2 separate regions of the Zea mays genome follow, and region 2 is linked to region 1. A link is a contact called in public Hi-C data. All regions are on one chromosome and are shown on one strand. The core of a region is the stretch at or near the end of the contact, and the rest is flanking DNA. Distances in the headings are between cores, read along the strand shown. Region 1 holds the start of LOC103650707 (sporulation-specific protein 15). Region 2 holds the start of LOC100383575.

What was found. Hi-C and Micro-C count contacts between places; a contact is called where the count stands out from the background.
Region 2: a Hi-C map of endosperm shows a contact between it and region 1, with 3 times the contacts expected there. The contact joins the promoter of LOC100383575 here to the promoter of LOC103650707 in region 1. A contact is called at or near these places in 2 of 25 Hi-C or Micro-C datasets (endosperm and leaf).

Annotation. Positions count from the first base shown.
Region 1 is chr3:148,564,677-148,572,189 of Zm-B73-REFERENCE-NAM-5.0, reverse strand. LOC103650707 (sporulation-specific protein 15) reads left to right here and starts at 2,624. Exons shown (of 11, transcript XM_008676274.3): 1 at 2,624-3,213; 2 at 6,456-6,614; 3 at 6,801-7,001; 4 at 7,165-7,287; 5 at 7,446-7,483. The coding sequence starts at 6,537.
Region 2 is chr3:148,807,862-148,815,374 of Zm-B73-REFERENCE-NAM-5.0, reverse strand. It overlaps LOC100383575, which reads right to left and starts at 4,697. Exons shown (of 13, transcript NM_001176223.1): 1 at 4,450-4,697; 2 at 4,213-4,364; 3 at 3,744-3,835; 4 at 3,500-3,613; 5 at 2,710-3,040; 6 at 1,692-1,871; 7 at 1,463-1,543; 8 at 1,054-1,272; 9 at 809-951; 10 at 94-260. The coding sequence starts at 4,600.

The sequences.
Region 1 (7,513 bases), core at 1,375-3,874:
CAGGCCAAACTATTTTGGCAGTGTAAATTTCCTTTGGTTCACCGTCCGAACTACTTTGACTGTGTTCTACTATATGGACATTATGATGAACCGTTTTGACTAGTTCTTTGCTTCGGCTTTCACAAGCCGAAGCTCTCTGATGTAATTGTGCTAGCGTAAAGAACTGGATGCCTTCTAATTTCTCTTTTAAATAATAGCGCAATCCATCAAAGGCTATTCCCGCCAGTTGTTTATCTGTTAAATGAATTTGAAAGCATTGGTTTCTCGTATCCCGTAATCTCTGGATGTAATCACTAACCGATTCATCCTTTTCTTGTCGTAGGGCTACTAAGTCTACTAAATCTAGCTCATAATCGCCAGAGAAGAAATGTTCATGAAATTTTTGTTATAGATCTCCCCACGACAAAATGAAGTTAGGAGGGAGCGTGGCATACCATGTGAATGCAGTTCCTGTTAAAGATAATGAAAATAAACGGACTCAGAATGCTTCAGTGTCGGCTAATTCTCCTAACTGTGCTAAGAACTGGTCTATGTGCTCACGCATGCTCTTTTCTTGGTCACCCGAAAACTTTGCGAATTCAGGTATTCTGGTCCCTTGTGGGTATGGGAGCCGGTCAAACTGGCTATCATAAGGTCTCCGATATGACTGCCCCCCGGGGACTATACTAACTCCGAGCTTATCTCGGAACGCCCCAGCTATTTCCTCCCTTACTATATCGATGGCAGCCGGTGGGAGACCACCGGCTCTTTGATCCAATATGGGTGAGTTTGTTTGAATGTTGGTATGTTGTTTTCCTCCCCATTGGTTTGGGTTTTGCGGCGCGTTAATGCATGCCCTATGAGGTTCATAGGACTAGCCATTCCTTTCTGGCCCTCTAGGGGCCGGAAAGTACTCACTCTCACGGGTTTGATAGATTATATTATGGTGATGGTGTGTCATATGGTGAGATGAGGAGTCTAGCTGGGACGGATACGGAGTTGGATATCCATCCTCCTTAAAAAAAATTTGTGCCGGACCGTCCGGTTAAATACGCGGACTGTCTGGCCCCGTGTGCGGACTGTCCGGCCATGTGACCGGACCGTCCGACATTATATTCGGTCTGTCTGGCGCCATATGCAGACGGTCCGAATGGGCTATCTAGGGATTGCACGGCATGTGGCGGCTTGGGTGCAGGTCTCGGTAATTCGCTTCTAAAAATGGGATCGGTCGCCGCTGGCCCGGACGGTCCGCGCCCACGTGCGGACGGTCCGGACATGCGCAGATCGACAAATTTATCGTCGATGTGCGTGGGAGGCTGTCGTTGCCTAGGGTACATGTCCATCGGCATCCCATAAAGGGGTTGTGACTGGTCGTGACAACCTGTAGCCGATGAATTATGTGTGTACTCCATCAATTCAACCTCGTGCGAAGGAAGATTTGCCATAGTAGACTTATCAAGCACACGCACTAGCCTTTCATGATCATTTTGTATATCATCTACGATACGTTGCAACTGTTCTCGCTGTTCGTCTATGTAAGCTTTAAGAGATTGGAGTTCGTTGGTGCTACTTACATTGGGGGTAATTGTAGTAGGTCGGAGCGAAGCCAGATCTGTCGCCCGTTGCCGAACGATTTTGTTGTTCCTGTCCACTTTGAAGTCGGCCAGGAACTTCGCCTTTGCTTCTTGGATCAGCTGCTCCTGGCGCTCCTCGAACAGGAGCTATTCTTCAGCCGGCAAGGTTTCCCATGTCGGTGTGATGATATTGCTGGTGGAAACTTCAGAGCTATCCTTTGAACCGGCCATTGAGGGCCGATTTGATGTGTCTATATTCGCTGTCCCCAGCGGAGTCGCCAAAAAGTATGTTGACGCCTTTTTGGAGCGCCAAACACTCAACAAGAACCGTGGCGGTGCCTTCTGCACAGGGGCGGACGGTCCGCGCGCAGGGGCCGGACGGTCCGCGGCCTAGTGCGAGGCGCGGCGGTGCTCTCTGCACAGGGGTGGACGGTCTGGGGCCGGACGGTCCGCGCGTACGCAGGGGCGGCGGAAGATCGCCGGCGGCGCCTGGATCTCGCTCCCGGGAAGGACCCCGTCGGGGAGGAGAGATCCTAGGAGTTGTCTAGGCTCGGGCCGGCCGACCTAGACTCCTCTAATCGACGTAGAGTCGAAGAGAGGCGGAGAATTTGGAGATCGAGAGGCTAAACTAGAACTAGACTAGAACTACTCCTAATTGTACCGAAAATAAATGCGAAATAGAAGTTGTATTGATTCGATTGCTGATTACAAATCGGCCGTATACCTCTCTATTTATAGAGGAGGAGGGCTGGACCCTTTACAAACAAACTTCACCAGCTAATTCCGAGAATCTAGCCAACAAACACAGCAAAAAACTCGGAACCCTAATCTATTCTGCGCACGCGCGGATCGTCCGGCCTCAGGGCCGGACCGTCCGCCCTCTCTTTTTGGTGTCGAACACTAATCTAATTGGTTTGAAAACGGGTAGAATGGGCTACCCAAACCTAAACCCAAAAAATTCGGGTACCCAAATTAACGGGTATACAATATAGTCACACTGCCTTCGAGTATCATTTCTAGAAACCCGAAATTTAGAAAGCCCAAAAAAACCCGATCCGAATTTTCGGGCTAACCCAAATGGCCACACTGAGCTCCATCCCGTAGCCGTGGTGAGGACCTCCGCCGTCGTCAGCTTAGGTGAATCCGCTGCCCCTTTTCTCCTCCCTTCACCAGATCCGTTTCTGCTCCTCCCTTCAACGCTGCACCCAGCTTGCCCATCAATGAAGCGATAATCAATCATCAATGATTGTGCTACTCGCTTGCTCCGGTGCTCCCCTCCCCTCCCCCTCCCTAACCTGCCTGCCCCGGTAAGCAACCCAACCAACGGCGCTAATATCGGCTGGCTTTGGCGGTCTGTCTTACGTCCTTCTCTCTCTCCCAGTCTCCCGTTCTCAGGTCATTGGCTCATTGCTTGCTGCTAACACTAACACCAACCCCCCAAGCAGTTCAAAGTACTTGCCTTGCCTTGTCTTGTCTGCTCCAGTAATCTCTCTCTCGCCTCCCCAACCACTCCTTTAAACCCGAGCTATCAGCGCTAGGCGCCGCGGCGGAGGCGACTGCGTTCGCGCCGCCGGCATGCTCCAGCGCGGCAGAGCTGTCTCGCTTGCTGTACTGAGTTCAAGAAAGGAAGAAGGGCGAAGCTGATCTTCCGAAAGCCAAGGTTTGCACGAATGCTCTGCTTTTCCTCCCTTCTCCTTTCCTTTCCTTTCCTTTCCCCTGGTGAGATCGATGGGGACCGAGGCTACTCCTTCCTCCTCGCAGCCCCAGAGCGGGGGCGGATGCTTTTGGATCCGTCGATATTTCCGCGCAAATCTCTTCTTCCCTGCCAAATGCTCCATGTTTCGAGGGGTGCGGCGTTACCTCCGGCGACCGCCCCGTTGCGCTCTCTGGATCCTTGGAACAAAAATTCGAGACTTCGTGGTTGCCATTAGCAGGGTGAGAAAATTTCTAAATGACTGGGGTCTGCTGCTATGTCCGGTGGATCTGAATGCGCTGCGTACATTTTATTTTCGTGAAATCTTATAGCGTTTTGGACAAGGGATTGTTGGCAGGTGTACTGTTGGGGAGCTGTTCGATGCAAACAAGGTGCGGGCTTCTCCCAGCAATTGTCAGCTGTCAAAGTGGATAGTTTATTTGGGGCGAGTGTTCTCTTTTTAGGATCCGTAGAATTTGGTTTGTCAAAGCCACCCTTGTCCGATGTGCATCCCTGATCAATATTGAGGGCAAAGCCCCAAAAGTCGTGGCCAAAATTTTCTTGTACCAAAAGCTGTCTCCACATTAAAAACATCTGCATTTTGGGATGCTGCAGTCGTAGCATTCAATCCTGTAGTGGTGCATTGGTTCTGGGCCCTGCGTGAGATGTAAATTGGAAGCCTGCCTTGGCTTTTTTGAGGGTTTGGTGGATCTGAGTTGATTAAATAGAGCTTTTGTTGTTAGCTGGAAATGCTTTTGGTTGGTCATATGTACAATGCTGATGGGTGGGCCCTTAGACGGTATATCTTTAGTTGAAAGACGAGAGCATTTTCGAGCTAACATTGAGTTTCCAATATTTTGCTGATGATTCAGTGGATCCTTTGGTTCGACGCTTATGCTTTAATGGGTTATTATTAGCCAGGCATGACATTTTTTAAAGCACAACTTTTTTATGATTCTTCACTGAAACATCTGAGCTTCTGGACAGAATTGGATTCTTTTTTCTTCTTTTTGACAGTGGGAGCTTTGCTGGTAATAACGGTACTCTTGGTTTGTCAATTTCTTCTGGTTGGATCTGAGCCAGCCAAGTCACTGATGCTTAGTTTTTTTGGGTCTATGCACATCAACTTCCCAGTGTAAGAATGCTAGCTTGTGTACGAGGACAGAGGGTGTTGTTTGTCTTAGAATCATCTAGATCCTTTTTCTTGGGGTGTGGTAAGTCAGTTCTGCTAGTAGTGAGTCTGCTGATATCAGACCTTATTTCATTGTCTTCTGAAGGTCGACCACATGTCTTTTCCTGTTGATATATGTGGTTAACTATGGAAGATTGTACTTTGCAATACAACACAATAATATCGCTAACACTCTAGGCTTTGTGGCGTATCCAGGATCCACTAGTCCTTAAGCGAGCCTATGTAGGAGCTACACAGGCACTCATGGAAATCTTTTCTGATGGCTTTCATGTGTACCCTCGAACCTCTTATATGATTATATTACACCATGAGAGCTGCTTGTAATACTGAATTTTATTGGGCAGGAAACTTTCTAGGTGCTTGAAACCTAAGCCTAGTTTTGTTCAGTTAGGTGTAATAGTGCATTCGGCTTAATCCAATATTGCAAATATTATAAGATAAGATGTTCAATATAGCACCAATTTTATTCTTAGATTACCCTTTTGGATAAAGTTCGCAATAAACACGTTACTGACTATTTTATCCTATCCAGTGACCATTGCCAGCTGCATATATCCTTCACACGTTATTGACAAGGGGGAAAATCATACATCTAGTGAGGACATGTAAAACCAAACATCCAAGTTTCAGATCTAAGGAGGGGGATGTAGATGCATTGGGCCTCACATGGAGGAGCTGGGCGATGGAAGTGGACTAGTGACTTTGGTTGATGGTGTCTGTCTCTGAACGATGCATGCTAACAGCCTCGTGTGTTGGTGTGTGCGTCCAGCTGTCTAAAAGGGTATGGGAAACAGTGAGGAGTGGCTAAGCGGAGTGGGTGAGAGGGGTGGTGGGCAGCAGCCAGCAGGGAAAACCTAATCACCCATGTCAAGAGCGAGAACCTAGAGGAGTTGGGCATAGCGGTATAGCAGAGAGAGGTTATTGGGGGCTTCTGAGTGAGTGGGGGGGGGGGAGTGGTGGAGCTAGGCTTTAATGGAAGCCTGGGCATCACAGGCTGCCGTGCAATCCTAATCCATCCTGCCATAATTTAAACTCTGCCTAAAATATGGTTAGCCATCGGTCAGCCCCCCTCCGATCTAGCACCATTTTCAAGGACCGTGTCCAAGCAAAGGACGCCCACCATAGCTGCATTGAGAGCTAGCCAATGAACGTGATAAAGCGTGACCTACAGCGTAAGCGTCAGCTCCTCAACATCAGTTTCGGCGGCCACAACATCATCCGCCACACGAAATCGAGGCCTGCAAGCTCCAACGCCACCGTGAAGCCGAACACCAGCTCCTCCAAAAGGAGTGAAAATGAGCACCAGCTCCTCCAAAAGCAGCACATGCCTACTGGTTCCTCTTCGAGCTCCATATGTGATGTCTCCGTACTGGTTTCTCCTCGAGCTCCAACTCCATGCGTCCGTCATGAAGCAGCAAACGGCGGAGCCCGGGCACGTGCCCAGGCTCGCCAGGCTGTGGCTCCGGCACTGGCTCCACTTAATTCCTACCAGGAGCTAATTGATATAGGCATATAGCGCAACTTGACATTGTTCTCAGATTCTCATGGGGAAATTGGTTTTGAGAGCGGTACTAGACATGCCTTCAGTGTACGTAGATTTTCATAAAGTGGTTCTTCTATTGATTCTTTTCTGATTTTATATCATGCTTTACTCTTGAATGGATGAACTGCACTGTTGATAAACTGGCCTTTTTCATGGACTGATATGAAACTGGAAGGGGTGTACAAATATCAACATAATTTTTTACTGATGTATAGAAATTTACCAGCCATTTGTGTTTCATGGCTTTCGTTGGTGTTTTTTCCAGATATTCACATTAGTTTATACTGTGAATATGGCAGTTATTGTTATTGCTTCATCTTTTTTTTAATGTTTTTGTTCATTGTCATAGACTCATAGTATGGTGTGTGTTTGATTGTTTCTGGTTTGCTGTGTGAATTTTACCCTTTTTTGTGTGTAAAGGGAAATGAATTACATTCATTGATGTGAAGAAGTTTGTGTTGCCTTTGCTTTCAGTCAAAAAAAGAATGCTACTCCTAACCTTGAGAGACGTTTGAACTGCAAACCTTTTCTGGGAGCTATCATTATACTATCGCAATGTCAAGGGTACCAAAATGGAAGATCGAAAAGACTAAAGTTAAGGTTGTATTCCGGCTGCAATTCCATGCCACAAATGTGAGTTCTTATACATTTACTTTAATTCTATTGTTTCTTCTTCTCTTGGTTGTTCGCAGGAAATTTTCTTTTAGCAAATTGTATTTTATTTGTTACTAGATTTGCTTGTGCAGTATGTGTGAGCATTTTTACTTGTTTCTCTTAACAGTCTTGGTTAATCTGTCACACTAATAATTTTGGTTGCAGATTCCATCAACAGGATGGGACAAATTATTTTTGTCCTTCATCTCTGCTGATACGGGAAAGGTGAGTGCAAAAACAAATAAGGCAAATGTCAGGAACGGAAGTTGCAAATGGCCGGATCCCATCTATGAAGCAACACGGCTTCTTCAGGATCCTCGGACTAAGACATACGATGACAAGCTATATAAGCTTGTTGTGGCCATGGTGTGTTCCAGAAATTGTTTAATCCTGATCTTTGTCTCGCTCTGTCTCTCCCAATATTCTTTTAAGTTAAGGTGCTGATTTCTGTAAAAAAAGCACCGGAAGAACGAATAATTTACTAATAACTGATGTTAACCGTCTTTCACCATATTAATGGAAATAACAGGGGACGTCACGGTCTAGTATTCTTGGTGAGGTTGATGTCAATCTTGCTGAATTCGCAGAAGCACTGAAGCCGACTTCAATAGCACTTCCTCTTCGTGGTTCTGACTTCGGGACACTGTTACATGTATGTATCTTAAAAACGTTTATTTTAGTATAAAAGGAGTCATCAGAAGCTGGCATTATGCCATGATGAGTAGTTCAACAGTTTTGTTCTCTGTTTTGTGGGGATAGCAGCTATTTTTTTTTTCTCTCTGACGTGGTTCTTTGATAAAATCATTTCAGATCACAGCACAACTTCTCACTACAAAAACTGGTTTCAGGTTTGGTTGCCATGCAACAATATATATATT
Region 2 (7,513 bases), core at 3,448-5,947, 240 kb before region 1:
ATTTTGCATCAAAATCTAAAAGCATGCATTCAAGGACACCTAAATATATGTCAAAGGTATGTCCTTATAGCTAAGAAAACATATGATGCTCACCTGGAACTTTTGTAGATCTCAACCGTTCTTTCTCTTGCTTAATGCGGGCTTGCTTTGACTGATAAAGCTCCCAACGTCTATCATCTATTAAACCAATCTCTCGTCCCAAAGGGGTCAAACGACTATCAGCATTATCTGATCGAAGCAATAGCCGGTGTTCTGAACGGCTGGATGTCCATAAATGTCCCAACAAAAACAAAGGAAAAAAGGGGGGGGGAGTTTAGTCATATTTGATTAGACACTAGACAGCATAAAAACTCAAAGAACTCAGCATGTAATTTTGTGTTACCGAAATAAAACCATGTGTATCTGTAGCCTACAGGAATTCACAATCATTAACATTATCCCATTCATCCGATCCAAGTGGCCCAAAGTTAAGGTGGGAGTTCTCTCATCCCCTCTCGTAACTGAATCTAGTCCAGTAAAAAGGTGGAGAAGAGGATGAGGGAATTCCCACCTCTCACTTGGGTCACTCAAATTGGATCTGAGGGATGAGATTGAGTTTATGCACATGTGCACCAATATACTCTTGTCCAGTTGTGCACCTAATACTTCCTCTTAAAGGATAAACTCAGCTATTAACTAAATAACACAAATATTACATAACACTGCTCAGGCTTACTATATATTGTAGAAGTAGAAGTAAAAAAAGGTATTTTCAACGCCAGTAATTTAAGCATCAATAATAAAAATGTCTTATACTAAAATTCCATACCTTGTTAGCATGCGATAGGGCTCTCTAAGATCTTTTGTAACAAGATCATCAATAAGAGTTCCTATATAACTGCTTTCCCTCTCAAGAATAATTAATGATTTCCCATCAGAATGCCTAGCTGCATTGATTCCAGAAATTATACCCTATATACAGCAATCAGCAAGTTTAAGATCCAGCAAATCTAGTCCAACCAACCATACAAACTGCAATTAGCTAATGAAGAACAAGCAGAACAATGAATAAACCTGAGCTGCAGCTTCTTCGTATCCCGTTGTTCCATTTATCTGGCCAGAGAAGAATAAACCCTCAATCTTCTTTGTCATAAGTGATCTTGAGCATTGATATGCGGGTAAGTAATCATATTCAACTGCATATGCAGGTCTTAGCATTAGACAGTTCTCCAGCCCTGGTATAGTTCGCACAAGGGACAATTGCAATCTCTCAGGAAGCCCAGTAGAAAAGCCCTAATGAAGATGTATAAATAATCATAATTAGTAGGTTTCTCATCTTAAAAAGAAGGGTTTGGTTGAGCAATATTACACAGACATTACTTTCACAAACAAATGGGGACAAGCAGAAAAGAAGCACAATATATGCCAATGTTGACCAAAGAAGGGGAGAATCGCGAATGGAGATAGGGAAGGAGGAACATACCTGTAGATATAGTTCAGGAACATTTCTACCCTCAGGTTCAAGAAAGATCTGATGAGACTCTTTATCTTTGAACCTTACAATCTGCAACAAGGGTTAGTGGGTACATCAGTCGTTGTAGGTATAGTACTTAATTTTTTGCAAGAAAAAATACAAGTTCTGTTGGCAATCCAATAATCAAAATAAAAGAAGTTTGCCATGTAACAAACCAACAAGGTCCATTATACATTACCTTGTCTTCAATTGACGGGCAGTATCTTGGTCCCTTCGCTTCAACCCAACCACCATAAGTTGGTGTTTCATCTAAGTTGTCGATAACAATTTGGTGCGTCTCTTTTGTAGTTCGTGTTAGATAGCAGCACATCTGTTCTCTCTCGACGTGAAATTCAGGATCAAAACTAAACCAACCTACCTGTTTCAAGAGGAACCATCCTTTTATCCCCCCAAAAATGTGTAACACAAAAGTAACTTGAACTTCAAGCTTAACCATCCTGACAAGCCCTACATTCTAAAAATGCAACTGATTTCCTTTACCATATGGACCTGCAAGGTTTACAGCATATACTAGATGCAGGAAATGTCATAAAACTCCTGTGGGAGAATACACCTCCGTGTAGTCGAAATGGTGGGAACAGCTAGTGAACTCATATTGATTATTCTCTGTAAGTTTGCCAGTGTACTTAATTCAAGGCTTCTTTTGATCTTACACATGCAAGGAACACTCTTCATGGCATAATTTCTTATAAGATTTATAAACTACAGAAACCAATTAGAGAGAAACCACTATAACTGGACCATTTCAAAAGCACGATGCTGCTATATCTAGCTGCTCCCTCCGCCTCCACAATTATTGTCAGTTTGGACAATGTTAGAGGTCAAAATTTTAGAGCTTCGGCTATCAATAAATTTTCAAATATTTAGTTTGAATTTGAAGATACTAAGACAACATATACAGATTAGTCTTGCAAAGTACTTTAAGAAACTGACATATTTGCTATTTTGTTGTATATGCTGTAATAATAAAACATAGTCAAAGTTATATTTTGGGCGACAAGAACTACAGAACTAGAGGGAATACTTGATACAGAATTGCAGCATTTAATTTGAAAGTACTTATCTTGTTCTTTGCTTTGACATGCATTATACAATGCAAATCAAAATGAATAGAAAAGACAGTAATGAAAAGCTATTGCATTATTGAATATGCATTTCTCAATATAAGTGGGAAAATTCTGTTCTGTACTATATACCTCTTCATCACCATGCTGGGGTTCCAATCCAGAAAAATCAACTGTTCTGCGATCAATTCGTGGTGGTGTACCGGTTTTCAAGCGGTCAGTTTCAAAACCCAGAAACTGCAAGTTTTCAGTTAGTCCATGAGAAGCTGACTCTCCAGCTCGCCCAGCAGGCATTGATGTCCTACCAACCCAAATCTTACCACTCATGAATGTTCCGGTGGTAAGTACAACAGATGGTGCATAAAAGTCCATGCCGAAGAAAGTGCGAACACCCTCAATGCTGTCATTTTTTCCAATTAAAACCTCTGTAGCCATTGCTTCTCTAATGAAAAGGTTTTCTGTGCTGAAGCATAATACACAAAATAGTCAATAAGCAATGTGAAATCTATCACAATACATGCGATCAACGATAAGAAATATCAGCAAAGCATGACAAAAGTTGGCAAGCAGAAAAAAATGCTAAACTCTTATGTCAGAAGATTAAAATATTTACATCTACCTTGAGTGTTTTTTACTACATTGAGAACTTAAGACTAGTCATGCAGAACCATGGTCTTAATACAGTAACAACAATATCTGGTGCCAAATTTTGAGAAGGTGTCATGTTTGATATAGTTTAAACCAAAGATCACAATTTTGTGAGTACAACCTAAGAAGCTCTGAAATGATGATCAAATTAACATAACTTAAATGAGGTCAGCTAAACGAAACATATTCAGAAATTATGTAGCACTAACCACTTATGGAGGCGCCAGACAAGATTACAAATCCAAGTAAAGTTAGCAACTTAGTATACACTGACCTTTCCACACTGTTCTTCATCTCTATTGCATACTCTCTCTTATCAGTCTGAGCACGCAGTGCACGTACAGCAGGGCCTTTTGAGCTGTTCAGTACACGCTTTTGCAAGTAGCACCTATCAGAAGAAGATGCAATCAGTATGCTAAGATATCTTTGTTGATTAACTAGCAATCAAAATCTGGACTCTCAGCCATTTGCACTCAGAGAAACTCATTCTCCAGACAACAAGACGTTTGAACTCGTACCTATCAGTAATTTTTCCAATTTCACCACCAAGGGCATCTACCTCATGGACAAGTTGAGACTTCGCAGGGCCACCAACAGCAGGGTTACAAGGCTGGGTAGGGCAGAAGATGAGTTGAAGCAGAACCACACTTCTAATACTAAAATTTAAATGGAATTCATTGACAAAGAATGTTTCCTTATAGTTATAGGCTATAGCATACTAAGATATGCAACATAATAATCAAAAACCATCTCTTCAGTTTCTATTGTCCATTCATACCTTGGAACAGAATCTGTGCCCTACAAAAATGCTATCACAGGTGAGATTTCACATTGCTAAATTTCTACACTGCAGGGTTTGATGGATCGATTCTTCATATAAGGGACATGATTTTTATTATGTGGCATCAGGAGTCAATGTTCAAGTAATTTCAGTCATGAACTTGACTAGAATATCTACCATCGGGGCAAAGTTAGCTCAGCGCAGACCTGCCACGCAATCCGGTCAATGTTGAGCGTAAGAAGCAGGGTGCGCGCGCCGAGGCGAGCCGAAGCAAGGGCGGCCTCGCATCCGGCATGGCCGCCTCCGACCACAATGACGTCGTACCGCTCCTGGCGCGGATCCAACCGGCCGATCGAATCTAGCACCACAGAAGAAATTTGGCAGTAAGCACCTCTTCTCCGTTTCTCGCCAGCATCAGTCAAAGCTGTGAAAAAGAGCTTTACCCTTGGCGGCGGCGGAGAGGCGGCGGCGCGGAGGGGGGCGCCAGCGCGGCAAGGGGATGAGTCGGCGGAAGGAAGTGGAGGGGAGGAAGGAAGAGAGGGTTGTGGCCGCCGCGGTGGACGGGTGCCGCGGCGGGCGGAGGCGGAGCAGCATGGCCGCCGAGGAGGAAGGCGGATGCTGAGGACGAGCTATCTCTTCTCTTCCCAACCCAACATCAGAAACCCGCCCACGCCCAGCCGAGAAATTTGTCAAAACAGGTCACTCTAGTCGTCGTTCTTCAAAATACACTGTTGGGAGGCCGGCGGGTTACTCAAACATGGTTGCTCTTCAAAACGGATCAGGAAGGCTTTTGGTGTTTCTGGCAGGTAGGCCCGTGTCTTTATGTGCCGCTTTTGCTCTTACGCCTGAACGCAACGCCGTCTCCTCCCGTCTCATCTCTCCATTTCCTTTCTTCTCTTCTCTGCCTCTTTTCTCTGGACGACGCGGCCACACTCAACGGCGAACCCTTTCTTCGCTGCGGCACATCGGCGACGTTGACGACGACCTTCTTCCCTTTTCAGGTGATCTTCCCATTTCCCTCTGTATCCTTTCTCTTGCCCTTTCCCTACACTCTGTAACCTTTTCTCTTCCTACACAGACGGATGTGAGCCGGCGTCGAGCTGGTGGAAATAGGGGGTCGTCCAAGCCTGTGATATCCTGTCGCGCCACTTCCTTCTGCAGGTAACATATCCCCTCCCCTCTGTCGCAGCTCTTGTGGCAGCACCTTATTTTGCAGCATCTGTTTCATCATTATGTGTAATAATTTGTGCTAACACTAGAAATAGGTGGTGATAATTGCGTGTTCGCATCATGGATGGTAATGATGATGACACCATGTCTATTGACTGAAGTAGCTTTATTATTGAGAATGCTGAAAATAAGGATAATGGGGATCAGGGTGATATGTTTAGAATCTGTGATGAGGATGAGATGTATGTGTTCTTGGGACTTGGAGATGAGGATGAGGAGATGAATCGAACCCACCTAGAACCAAGTAACTTTGCATCTCATTTTAAATCGGAAAGTAATAGTTTTGATCCAAGTGATCTAGATGCTGCCATGCCAGTTGATGATGAAAATGCAGAAATGGTCAACATATTGCACGATGATGATCACCCTGATCTGAAGTTGGGTACTCTATATCCATCGATGAAAGAGTTTAGACTAGCTGTGAGGCAATATGCTATAAATGAGGAGTTTGAGCTTGGAATAACAAAGTCGGATAGAAATAGATATAGAGTGTACTGCAAAGGGAATGATTGCACATGCCCTTGGAAACTGAATGGTTCTACAAGACCGGATTCTAGTGTTATGGTACTAACCTTTTCTTCTGTTTCTCTCCAATTGTATAATTTAGTTCACATAAGTTGGTGTTACTTACATCGTTATTTTGTTTTGAAGGTTGTTGTCTTAGTGAATTAGCATAAATGTGCTTCAAGCAGCCGGATAAGTTATGGGAATGCCAATCAAGCTTGGGTAGCTCAGAAGGCTTTGCAAAAGAGGTTACAAGACACTTACAACTATAGGGTCAGTTATGATGTGACTTGGAAAGGAATGCAGGAAGCTTTAAAAGAGATATATGGCAATTGGGATGATAGTTTCAGTATGTTGTATAGGTGGAAGGAAGAAATTTTGATAAAAGCCCCTAATAGTGTGGTGGAGATAGACACCCAAGTTGTAGATGAAAAGGTGTACTTCCATAGATTTTTCTGTGCACTTGAGCCTTGTATAGAAGGGTTTCGTGCTGCGTGTAGGTGAAAGGGAAATAGGCTTTAAACCTTTTCCTAAATGATTTTGGTGATTGAATGTCCAACACAAACAATTGGACTAATTAGTTTGCTCTAGATCATATGTTCTACAGGTGCCTAAGATTCAACATAAAACCAATAAAAAGAACAAGACAAGAGTCAAGATAAAAGGAGCAAAGGGGCAACCGAAGGCACCCCTGGTCTGGCGCACCGGACTGTCCGGTGTGCCACCGGACAGTAAACAGTACCTGTCCGGTGCACCAGGAAACGCAGACTCAAACTCGCCCCTTTCGGGAAAGTCTGGGGCCGGCGCGCTATAATTCACCGGACTGTCCGGTGTACACCGGACAGTGTCCGGTGCTCCAACGGAACGCGGCCTCAGGAACTCGGCAGCCTCGGGATTTCACGAAGACTGCTCCGCTAAAATTCACCGGACTGTCCGGTGTGCACCGGACTGTCCGGTGTGCCAGCGGAGCAACGGTCATCTGCGCCCAACGGTCGACTCTGACAGGAAACAGTGCAGAACAGTACACGCGGCAGAAGTCAGAGCAGAGGATCAGAGAGGCACCGGACTGTCCGGTGTGCACCGGACTGTCCGGTGCCACATGAGGACAAAGCCTCCAACGGTCGACCAGCTCCAATCTCAACGGCTAGGATGACGTGGCTGGTGCACCGGACATGTCCGGTGTGCACCGGACTGTCCGGTGCGCCCATCGCTAGCAGACTTCATCAGCGGCTAGTTTTTGGATGGTGGCTATAAATACCACCCCAACCGGCCACTTCAAGGTGTGGGAGTCCAAGCAACATTCCAAGTCATCTAGTTGACATACTCAAGCCCTCCCAACCACCTATATTCATTGATCCATCATATACACAAGATTTAGTCCACTACACCCAACACAAGTGCCACAAAAGAGAGAGCAAGCAATTGAGAGCTACTCAATTGAGTTTAGCCCTAGCGCCTTGTGAGATTCATTGAGAGATAGTGTGCGCTACATCTTTGTGTTCATTTGCGCGTGGAGTTTTTGACTCCCATTCGAACTTCCTCCAAAGTGTTGGAGGCTTGTAAAAGCTAGCAAGAGACACCAAAGATTGTGGTGGTCCTTGTGGGATCGAGAGTGATCCTTGAGAAGAAGAAGAGCTCGCCGATCCTTGTGTGATCGGGAGAGAGGGAAAGGGTTGAAAAAGACCCGTCCTTAAGTGGACTCCTCAACGGGGACTAGGCCTTCGAGGGCCGAACCTCGGTAAAACAAATCACCTGTGTTCATTGTGCTTTTGC